Regions from separate parts of the Mus musculus genome. Here all the other regions are linked to region 2. Evidence: chromatin contacts called from public ChIA-PET data. All regions are on one chromosome and are shown on one strand. Each heading gives the region's core, a stretch centred on a gene start, on an enhancer-like site or on the middle of the called end of the contact. The rest is flanking DNA. Distances are from core to core; before and after follow the strand shown. Region 1 holds the start of Mdm2 (transformed mouse 3T3 cell double minute 2). Region 2 holds the start of Ifngas1 (Ifng antisense RNA 1). Region 3 holds the start of Rap1b (RAS related protein 1b).

Evidence for each region. ChIA-PET counts read pairs in DNA pulled down with a chosen protein or histone mark.
Region 1: an RNA polymerase II ChIA-PET map of memory CD8 T cells shows a contact between it and region 2, with 22 read pairs. The contact joins the promoter of Mdm2 here to the promoter of Ifngas1 in region 2. A contact is called at or near these places in 2 of 39 promoter capture datasets (the 3T3-L1 cell line and hippocampal neurons) and 1 of 115 datasets of contacts at active chromatin or transcription factors (memory CD8 T cells).
Region 3: a contact with region 2 is called in an RNA polymerase II ChIA-PET map of memory CD8 T cells, with 121 read pairs. The contact joins the promoter of Rap1b here to the promoter of Ifngas1 in region 2. A contact is called at or near these places in 6 of 39 promoter capture datasets (the 3T3-L1 cell line, cranial neural crest, hippocampal neurons and 2 more) and 2 of 115 datasets of contacts at active chromatin or transcription factors (effector CD8 T cells and memory CD8 T cells).

What each region holds. Positions count from the first base shown.
Region 1 is chr10:117,708,502-117,712,177 of GRCm38.p6, reverse strand. Mdm2 (transformed mouse 3T3 cell double minute 2) reads left to right here and starts at 1,420. Exons shown (of 12, transcript NM_010786.4): 1 at 1,420-1,626; 2 at 2,150-2,232; 3 at 2,394-2,478. The coding sequence starts at 2,398.
Region 2 is chr10:118,554,542-118,558,021 of GRCm38.p6, reverse strand. It overlaps Ifngas1 (Ifng antisense RNA 1), which reads left to right and starts at 1,497. Exons shown (of 5, transcript NR_104123.1): 1 at 1,497-1,570.
Region 3 is chr10:117,844,641-117,848,199 of GRCm38.p6, reverse strand. It overlaps Rap1b (RAS related protein 1b), which reads left to right and starts at 2,226. Exons shown (of 8, transcript NM_024457.2): 1 at 2,226-2,369.

The DNA of each region.
Region 1 (3,676 bases), core at 171-2,670, 850 kb after region 2:
ATCAATGTTACTCAAATTAGCTTTAAATTGCTCAACTCAAGCTATCCTCCTGCCTCAGCTTCCTGATTATCTTTGACTGTGCAAATGTGCCACCACCCCTGGTTTTAAGTCCTTTAAGATCTGGGGCTTTTGCTTTGGGGACCGAGGACTGAACAATGCAGGACCTTCTCGGTGCCACACACCCTCCGTTCTTAGATGTACCTTAAAAGGTGGACCCAGACGGCTGTTGCTCTGTACCTGGGATTACACGCACACCATTATATCTGGCCTTATCAATGCTTTTCTTTGACCTGCGTCCACACTGCCTAAAGCAGCGTCCAGGCCAAACTCCTATACCTTATAATGCTATCTTGGGCCCTCAAGATGACTAACAATTAGAAAGTTTGTAAACACTGGAGTGTATGTGTTGAAAAGGCCAGGCTGATTTCATGACAAGTTTCAAACTGGCAGTTAAGGGGACTAGGCCTAAATCTCTGTTTCCAAGAACTGGGCAATTCCGGGCAAGTCCGGGCCTCAGAAGCTGCCCCGCCTGAGGCAAGGACAATGGGTCAGCAGCAGTTTCCAGACTTTCTCAGCCAAAAGTTTCCAGCCCTCTCACCCCGGGAATGGAATGTCCCTAAAGATGGACCCAATAGATTAACATAGAGGTCACCTATCCCAGAATTCGCTAATATGCTTTATGTCAGGTCTGCAAACTCACTTGGGTGTCTCTATCTTAGTAATGGGGAGAGGAGACACCAGAATGCTGACTTCTGCAGATTAAAACATTCTTTGCGTTTACATACTATGAGCCCAAGGTGTCATGGACCCTAACAGTCTTTGAATTTTTTTTTTTAATTTTAACTTTAATTATGTGTATGTCTGTGCACACAGGTGCGGTTGCTCATGGAGACCAGAAGAGTGTGTTGAGTACCCTGCAATGACAGAATTTGTGTGGCGTGAGTGACTGAAAACCTAAAAAGGAGCTGTATGCACTCTTGACCATGGAGCTATTCATTTTTTATTCATTATTATTTATTCACTTTCCACCCCGCTCTCCGTTCCCTTCTGGGACACCCCCTTCTCACAATTTCCTCCCCGTCCCACTCCACCCTCTCTCACCTTGCCTATTTTTAAAGTCTTAAAAAAAAATCACTCATTTGTATACAACTTCAGCTGCTGGCGGGATGGATTTAAAAATACTACCCAGCTGTTAGTCTTGCTTTTCTTTTGGTAGCAGCAGCAGTCGGATAGGAACTTGCCTAGCGACCATTGCGGTTTCGAGCGGTAAACACAACCGCGCGGCCCCTCCCCACCTCCTGCGCGCTCCGGCACCGGGCGGCCGCTAAGCCCCGCCCCCCGCCTCCTATTGGTCCAGGAGGCGGCGTCGGGCGTGCGCGCGCGCACGCCCCGATGCCCGGATGGCCCGTGGCTTCCGGCGTTCTCTCCGCGGACGGTAGGGGGCGCTCGTCACAGAACTCTGCTTTGTTAACGGGGCCTCCGGGGCCAGCGTAGCCTAGGAGCGGCCGGTGAGGAGCCGCCGCCTTCTCGTCGCTCGAGCTCTGGAGCGACCATGGTCGCTCAGGCCCCGGCCGCGGGGCCTCCGCGCTCCCCGTGAAGGGTCGGAAGATGCGCGGGAAGTAGCAGGTACCCGCTCCGTGGGCGGCGGAGAGTCCCGATCATTCCCTCTTTTCCGCGCCCTCCGGGGCCTACTCGTAACCCGGGCCGGCTCGTGGGGTCGCGGGGCACGAGGCTGGGCGACCGTTTGCCCGCGCTGGGCCCTGATGTCATTCTGCGGCCGGGGGTGTGCGTGTGGGTGGGAGTGGGGGGTGGGGTGGGAGATGGCGCGGTTAGCACGGCGCATGCGCGGGAGGGGACGGAGGGAGGGGGAGGAGGGAAGAGCGGGGGTCTCCCAGCAGGCCCCGCGCGCGGGGGGCCCGCTCCGGGGTCGCGCTGGGCTCGTTGCTGGGGTCCAGGAGGTGACAGGTGCCTGGTCCCGGACTCGCCGGGATGCGGCTTCCGGGACGGGTGGGACTGGGCTGGGCCGAGTTGACTCAGCTCTTCCTGTGGGGCTGGTCAAGTTGGGACACGTCCGGCGTCGGCTGTCGGAGGAGCTAAGTCCTGACATGTCTCCAGCTGGGGTTATTTAAACGCTGCCCCGTTTCCGCAGCCGTCTGCTGGGCGAGCGGGAGACCGACCGGACACCCCTGGGGGACCCTCTCGGATCACCGCGCTTCTCCTGCGGGCCTCCAGGTAAGGGACAGCTCGCCGACGTCGTTTTGCATTTGAGAGCTATTGCCGAAAGACGTTTTCTGTCTCCTTCGTAAATGCATGTATCTATTTGTCCCTTTTCGTAGATGTTTTATAATTTCAAGTTTTTATCGTGTGTGTTGTTGTTTTTTTTCTACTTGTAGGCCAATGTGCAATACCAACATGTCTGTGTCTACCGAGGGTGCTGCAAGCACCTCACAGATTCCAGCTTCGGAACAAGAGACTCTGGTTGGTATTTCTGCCTCGAGTGTGTAAATATAGCTTGTTTTACCAGGTAATCGAGGAAACAAAATTGAAACCTGGATTATCGCACAGTCGTTTTAAGTATTTACCTACAAACTCTTAACTTTCTCGATTGCAATTGCATTAGAGAGTGGTCACTGCGACCTATATTTCCACAGCCCTTCCCCTGACGCAGGCTTTAGAAGTGCACAGTGTGTGGGTGCTGCTGGTTGTGACATGATGTTCTATCACTGTTCTAAATGGTAAACCGAAAGTCATAGAAGCATCCGTGCTTTTTGTGAGGATTTTAGTTATGAGAGGAATGCATAAAATATATAAAGTTCCAGTCTTTGCTCTGTATCTCTTTAAGTTTTCTACTTTATATTAGCATATAAAGGTGTTCTACAGCTTGTCAGTAAGTTACAAAATTACTTTTAATAGCTGCATAGGATTTGATAATGCGATTGAACCTCAGCCTTTAGAATGTGTGTGTATGCAAGTACTGTACTACTGAGCTGAGCGACAGTCTCAGGCTCACGACTACTGGGGGATGTAAAAGTTGCCCATGTGTTTGAGTAAAGTAAGGGTGAGGAAGATAGGGAACTAGAATCCTACGTCCTGGTAACCACATTTGATTGCAGACTGCTCACTCTGCTCAGCAGAGGTCATGGCCGTCTTCGATCCTGCCAGCACGAATATTGCCAGCCCTCGTTTTCCCTTTCTGATGTAATTTCATACATATTTGTGGAGAATACATGTATGCAAGTTAAGTCAGTTCCTACGGTTACTGCTCTGTGGAGTAAAATGTATTGTTTCAGTGGGCATGTCCCAGATCTCCAGTTAAACAGCCTGTTTGTTCTGGGTTTGCCAATGTCTCTCTCTATTTACTCTCGCTCTTCCTTTCCTCCCCCATTTTTTTTTTTTGCATATTTTAGTAGCTTGCATAATTTTCAAGTATAGTTAACCTAAGAAATTTTTTTTTACAAGGACTATAATCTGATGTCTGCCCCATTGAAGGTATCAAATTTGTTTATTTTGATAATTTTTGAATTTTCTTGTAATGCTTTGGAGGAATTCTTCCATTTCAAGATTATGCACATATTTAAAGTATTTTCATATAGCATTTTAAAAACCTTTTCCGGGTAGATCTTTATTCAGAACTCTCTTTGTTAAGTGTGAGATTACAGTGTTGTGTTTTTATAGT
Region 2 (3,480 bases), core at 248-2,747:
GACACCCAAGGAAACCAAGTGTACTCAGGCTTCTCCCAAGGCGTCACTTTTAAACCCGCCTTCATTGGACCATTTTCTGAGTCTTGTGTTTCCATAGGAAGTGGGGACAAGATTTGCCTGAAATGTCAAGAAAATTACATGTTGAAAGGATGGGTAGGATTGCTTCACTCAGTTTTACATTTCTAAATGAAGAAACAGAAGTCCTTGGAGATAGAAGGCTCAGTGAACTTGTCTATCATCTTCCATACCCATGCGAGGGCTGCATTATTTACCTGTGCCATTCATAAGGTCTCTAACATCGCCCCCTCACCCCACCCTACCCCACTATGAAAACAGTTACCAACATTATGCAAACCAACATGGTAGGTAAATTTGAGACTTTGAGACTCTTTAATCCATTTCTCTATGTCCACATGTGCATTAGTGTGGCAGCAATTAGGTGTCTCCAGTCAAGGGATTTGGTTAATCTAATTAGCTAACAGAGGTATGTCTTGCTTGGTCTACGTGTTGCTAGCACATACTATCTATCACAAGCTGGCCTGGCCAGCTACCTCCAACAACTTACAACTTTCAAACTCAAGGAGGGGACTTGATCTCAGTGGTGTTTCCATTAAGAACACTACTAAATCGTATACATGCATACAAGGATTTTTTAAAAACGGGAAAGGAAGCAAAGTCGTGAAGAGCCAAGATGATTCTGAGTGATGGTGTTTACTGCCAAGATGATAATCTGGGTTTGACTCCCTGGACCTGCATGAAAACCAAACCCGGCACGTTGTCCTCTGACCTCTGACCTCTGAAGGAGCAAGTACATACCCCTTCCCTTACACATCCTAGATAAAAAATAAAATACATTTTTTTTAAAAAGTGAAAACGCAAATCTGAAACACGGTGCCTTATAAGTTAAATTTAAGGCTAACACGGGATACGGGAATACATGTTTGTTTTGTCCCCTGTTAATGCCTAAGTTCTCTCTTACTGTTTGACATAGAATATGTTCACTGAATAATCAATCAATGGAAGCATGTCCCTATGATAGGAACCAGCAATAATAAATATGTTACTTCTAATTCTCAGGTGTTCAAATTTCCCCATTGCAATGATCACTCAGTTTCAGTTCTATACAAACGAATCTCTATGGCAAAAAGGAACCTAGAGAAGCTATGAACGGCCATCACTCTCACCCCTCCATCAAAGTGTCCAAATAACCCTTCCCTTCACAGGTCTTTCCTTGTTCTCTAGGGTACTTCACAGTCTTAGAGGTCACAGTGGAAGCAGCAAGAAGCATCTAGAACCACCTCAGAGGGAGCTCTCTGCTGCCAGGAAGAAAGTCACACTTTGACAGGTGCTTCCTGTTTTTTTCACACACCTTGCCCATCTTCTGTGCAATAATTCATTGTTCACTCTGCAGGCTGTGACCCCCACAGGAAGCTGCCTGCAAACCCAGGTAGCTTTTCTGACTCTTTAAGAGGTCTTGAGCATTCTTGCAGAGACACACCAACCAAAAGTATAGTCATCCGGGAAGAGAAGAGCCTGAGAGAAAAATAACACTTGGACTGGCATCAGGAGGGTGAGGACGCTTTTCCTTGGGAGGGCCTTTTGCGGAGTACATTTTTAAAACAAATAAATGCATGTCCTTAAAATGTAGCGTTACCATGGGTGGCATTAGGAGATGCTGCAAGTGGGTGATGTTTTTCGTGCTTCTGATAGGAGGTGGAAGGGACAGGAGAAGGGAAGGCTAGAATGAAATGGGAGGAAGCTAAAGGGAAGGAATGGTCTAAGTCAGTTCGGGTGAAGGAATTGCTCAAGACCTGTTTGTTTCTGCAAGCCCACACACTCTTCCTGAGATTTCAGAATGAGCTAGAAGAAGTACGTAAAGCCTCTATCCAGCTGGACTCGAGTCCACAGTAAGCTTTGGTGGAATTATTCTAGTGACGTGGTCCCAAGGAGATTTGTGGAAATGGACTTGGTAGGGCCTTTGTATTCAGGTTGCAAAGGCATTTAGTTAGAGATACCCTTAAAGCAACGGTGCCTTCAAGGTCTTGGATAACCAACGGATTTTTTTTAATAACAACAACAACAAAAAAAATAACAGGGAAAGTTGGTAATACTATAGGGTTTCTGGTGATACTATAGGGTTTCTGGTGATACTATAGGATTAGCTCCAGTAAGTGGCCTCTTGTGTGTTTTGGGTAGGTTCCATTTTCCCAATCCATATTGCAAATTAAGGCAAATTACATAATTTTTTTGTTTAGAAAATTGAAATTGAATTCAAATCAATATCCTTAAAGCAGGCTTCTTCGATTGGCTGATGAAGGGGCCAAACGAGAGAAGTTTCGTCTTCCGGGTTCAAACAGGTCTCTGAGACATTCATTAGTCTGACATGGCTCCTGTAAGCCCTAACCAGACCAGCCATAGCAGTGAATCAAAGACGAAGGATAAGAACGATCGGTTTCGTTTTCTTAGAGTCACAAACCTAGAAACCTGGCTCAGCCTTCTCGTTCTCATTGCTGAGGATTAGAAACTTTTTACATCTTAGCATGTGAAAAGCATTCATGATTTTTAATTATTTATTTTGAAGCCACAGACGCTCTACGATAAGTGTCTCATCCTCTTTGACCTCTCTTGCATGGGCTGGTCAGTTGGTCACGTGGCACAACTGCACACACGCTTGTGTGATTATCTGTCGATGCATTGATACTTGGGTTTTGGGAAGACCCAAGATAAAAGATGGTACAAACAAGTAGCAGGTGACTCTTTTCCTCTTTTCGGTAAGCTTCTGTGTTTTGCAGAGATGGGGGTGGAGTGTGGGGTCAGGGGAGGGGAGGGAGGGCTGAGGCTGGGAAGTGGGCGGAGCCTGAGAAGGAGGAGGAGCAGTTCACAGGGGACAGCGAGATATTGGGAGGTGCACAGAAAATGGGCAGAGTAAAATGACTTTGGGGTGTGTGGCAAAGCTGTCTTTTCTTGACTTAGGAGAGGGGAGAGTGTTGGCTGCCTGTAGAAGAGACTTGGTTACTGACTGACAGATAGATTGACATATCCACCGACCAGCGCAGTTTCATATTCTCTGCCCCCTGACCTCATTCCCTCTTCGGAATCACTCAGTTTCCCAGGGTCTGTCCTGCTCCGGGCCAACACTTGGGCTCCAGGATCATCTTTTCAGATGTTTATCCCAGCAGCTACACCGCGTCTGTCCCCTACACATTTGTTCTCTTAAACCCTACTAGGATTCAATAACAAAGTCCCACCTTTCCCTATAGAAAATGATAATTAAAGAATAGTAGCATTTCAAGTGACAGGAACCATGTGGAGTGTATAGAATTCAGAGAGAAACAAGGGTTGCAGTTTCCAGATGCTGCCCTAGAACCATAAGAGAGCAGACTGGTTTCTCGTTTGCTGTATTTATTTCTGACTTTGCTGCAGTCAAGGCCTTCCTTACCTCTCTATGGCTGATGTAGGCACCCCGCTTGCCTAGCTTGG
Region 3 (3,559 bases), core at 977-3,476, 710 kb after region 2:
AACTCTGGCTTTCAAAGGAAAAAAGCAATTGCCCAAATGTCAAAGTGTTTAAAACAAAGAAAAAAATAAAACCAAAACAGCCCATTGGTAATCAGTACCCTGGCTCAAAATGTCAGTCTTTGAGACATGTCAAATCTTCCTTCAATAACTGATAAAATAGGGGACTGGAGAGATGGCTCAGTGGTTAAGAGCATGGGCTGTTCTTCCAGAGGTCCTGAGTTCAATTCCCAGCCATCACATGGTGGCTCACAACCATCTATAATGGGATCTGATGCTCTTTTCTGCTATACGTGAAGACAGAGTATATATGTAATTGGTAAGAGCAAAATGGAAATTGCAATTTATTCATGAATAATTGACAATACCAACAGATTGTTCCAAAACTTGCCTTTGAAACCGCCACTAAAATGTTGTTCTGAGAAAATAACAATTATTGAAATAGGTAATACTTAAGTAATACAAACCATGAAGCAGCTGGAAAACGCTGCTATCAAAAACTTGTCAGGGAGGAGGAGGGCTCAGCAGGACAAAGGGCTTGTTACCCAGGCAGGAGAACCGGGGTTTCCAGTTCAGTCCCCCTGCAGTCACATAAGAATCCAGAGTGGTGGGAATGGAGACAGGAGACTCCCTTGAGATTGGTGGCCAGCCACTCAAGCCTAATTGGTGAGGTTCAGTGAGAGACCCTGTTTCAAAACAACTAAGTGGAGAGCGACAGAAAATAACCTGTTCACCTCTGGCTTCTGTGTGCCCACAGGCGAGGGCACAAGCGTGCAGAAGCACACACAACTGTCAATTATGGGTTTTTTCTTTTTTTGTTGTTCTAAAGGTTGAACCTACTACACTCGGACACTTGCTAGACAAGTACTGGATCATTAAGCTATGCCCCCCCCCTTTTTTTAACTTCTTGAGAATCTCACAAAACCGTTTAGGTTGGCTTTAACTTACTCTGTGGCCTCAGCAACCTAGAATTTGCAAGGAGCCACCTCCTGCTCAGTCTGCAGAAGAAAGAGGTGTGCTCTTACAGACTGGCATCCTGAGACCCAGCTATAATTCTTTCTTACTCGCTCACTTAACTCAGGTTAGCGTAGTGGTCACGTCTCCATTTCTCTTCTAGGGTTCGTTAAATTTCCAGAATAATTTGTACAGGGAGGGCCAGCTAAATTGCCTACTCCTTTCAGTACTTTCCTCTCAAGTTTTGTTCATCAAAACCTTTTCCCTCGCTGGCAGTGGTGGCGCATGCCTTTAATCCCCAGCACTCCATACGTAGAGGCAGGTGTATCTGAGATGAAAGCCAAGCTGGTCAACATAGCAAGGTCAGGCCAGCCAGGACCACGCAATGAAGAGAGCGTAATCAGAGCAGAAACAAAGTCTTCCAAACAAAGCTCTGATAGCATGATTCTCATATTAAAGGTGATGGTGAGAAAATATTCTAATTACCTAGATCGATGTAAGTTCTTGTGCTCTTTGGAACAAGTCATTTTTGGACAGAGCTTTTCGGAGTCACATCATAGACTGACATCTATGAGTAATCTATAAAGTCATGAAGGCGCCCCAGGCATGCTCTTCCATGAACCAATTATTTTAATTCTATAAACTGTTCACTTAGGCACAGGCCATAAGCATGCTTTGGAATCCTCCATTCGCGAACTGCGTCTGGCAGGGTAATTTGGACAGCTGGCCCTGCTTAACACACCACAGGCTGAAATACTTGTCAAACCTAAAGAAAGGCCATTTGAAAAATGAAAAGCTGCCCTCGCGCTCTGGGAGTGGGAACTGCTGCTCTGTTACTTCCCCAGCACAAAGGACCACGCGAACACCGACGGTCTGGGGGCGTTGGCGACTGTGCACTCGGAGGCCCCGCGAAGGCGTCAGAGGTTTCCAAGCCCCTGAGCTCCCCGTTACCCGCTGGGGTCGAAACGGATGCGCTCCGCTGAGGCTGACACCGATTATGTCGGACAGCCCAGCCAGCGGGGGGCGAGGCCGACCGCAGCAACGAGACGCAGGGCAGGGGAGAAGGGCCACGGCCGGAGCCGGCGACCGAGAGCCGGGGCGAGGCCCACTGCGAGGCGAGCACGACGAGACCCCGCCCCCCTCCGCCAGGGCCCGCCTCGGCCCCGCCCCTTCCCGGGCTGCGCTCCTGCGCGCCCCGCCCGCGGGCGGAAGCGAGAGCGAGGCTGAACGCCTGACGTCAAGGCGACACCGCCAAACCTCGCCCAGAGTCAGGCGTGGAAAGCAGCCCGAGCGGCGGCGGCGGCGGCGACGGCGACGGCGGCAGCGGCAGAGACCGCCGTGGCGCCGGGAGCAGCGACCCGAAGGGAACGCGCGGCGACGGCGAGGGCGACGGCGGCGACCCGGTGACAGCGCGAGAGGTGGGCGCGGGGTGCGTGCGTGGCCGCGAGGCTGGCGGGGGGCCGGGCGCCGGCTGAGGGGAGAGGTGGGGTGCGGCGCGGACCGGGCGGGGCAGCCCGATGGCCCCCGCGGCGGCGAGGGTGGCCCGGGCGCGCGGCAGGTGGCTGGCGGGGGGCCCCCCGAGTCCCTCGCTCGCTTCGGCGGGGCGCGCCGCCTCGGGGCGGCCGGGGAGGAACCGCGGCCGCGGCGGGGGAGCAGCGCGCTTTGCGGAAGGGGTCAAATGTCTGAAATATGGCGGAGGAAGTGAGCGCCCGAGGAGCCCCCACCCGCCTGCCCGAGGCCCCCGCAGCCTTCCCCGCCGCGCCCCGCTCCCCGCCTCGGCGGTGGGTGGAAGTTAGAGCGGAAACCAGAAAGTTGTCCTCTGCGGACACCCGGGCTTCTCCCAGCCCGGGGCCGGGCGGGCGGAGCAGCGTCGCGAGGGGGGGCGGGGGGACCACTCCCCGGCGCCCCGCGGGCTCGAGCCTGACAGGGAAAAAGTTTGCCCGGATCGGGGCTGGCTTGCTTCATTTGTTGCGGGAAGTGGCAGGAGGAAGGCAGCGGAGCGAGCCCCACCTAGTCTGGCAGCCGCCACCGTGCAGAGGGAAAAAAAAAATGTTAAAGGGGCCTTTCCTTCGTCAGCAAGAGGAAATCTCTTTTTCTCTTGCAGAGAGAAAAATCCAGGAAGTTTGTCCTCTTCTCCTTTTTTTTTTTTTTTTCTTTTCGCCATCTCGAGGTGTCTGATTCTGAAACTGACTTATCAGCGCCGTGAATTTGGGAACTAGGCCCTCGGGATTTTCCTTGGGGTGGAGGGGGGCGGGAGGAGAAGATGCCTTTGGAAGAAACATCTTCGCTTAAGAGTTTTGAGCAGATGGGATTGCTTTCCTTTCGCTTGCCCCCTCCCACCCCCCAATGCTTTAGAAAGATATTTTGGCCCTGCGACTCTCGACTCGTGTGCATACAAGCACTTCTTTATTACAGTAATAGGAACTCACATTTTTTTTTTTTACTAAGTTGAAAGTTGACATTACGATGCAGGCTGGACTTTTCAATATTTTAAAAATCAATTGAGTCTCGTTGAAATGTTTGCTTTGCTGGCAGTGTGTATTAATATATACCGAGTGCCTCTAGCTTGTAAATTCATTTTTTTTTCAGTTTTCTTTTGTATAATTAG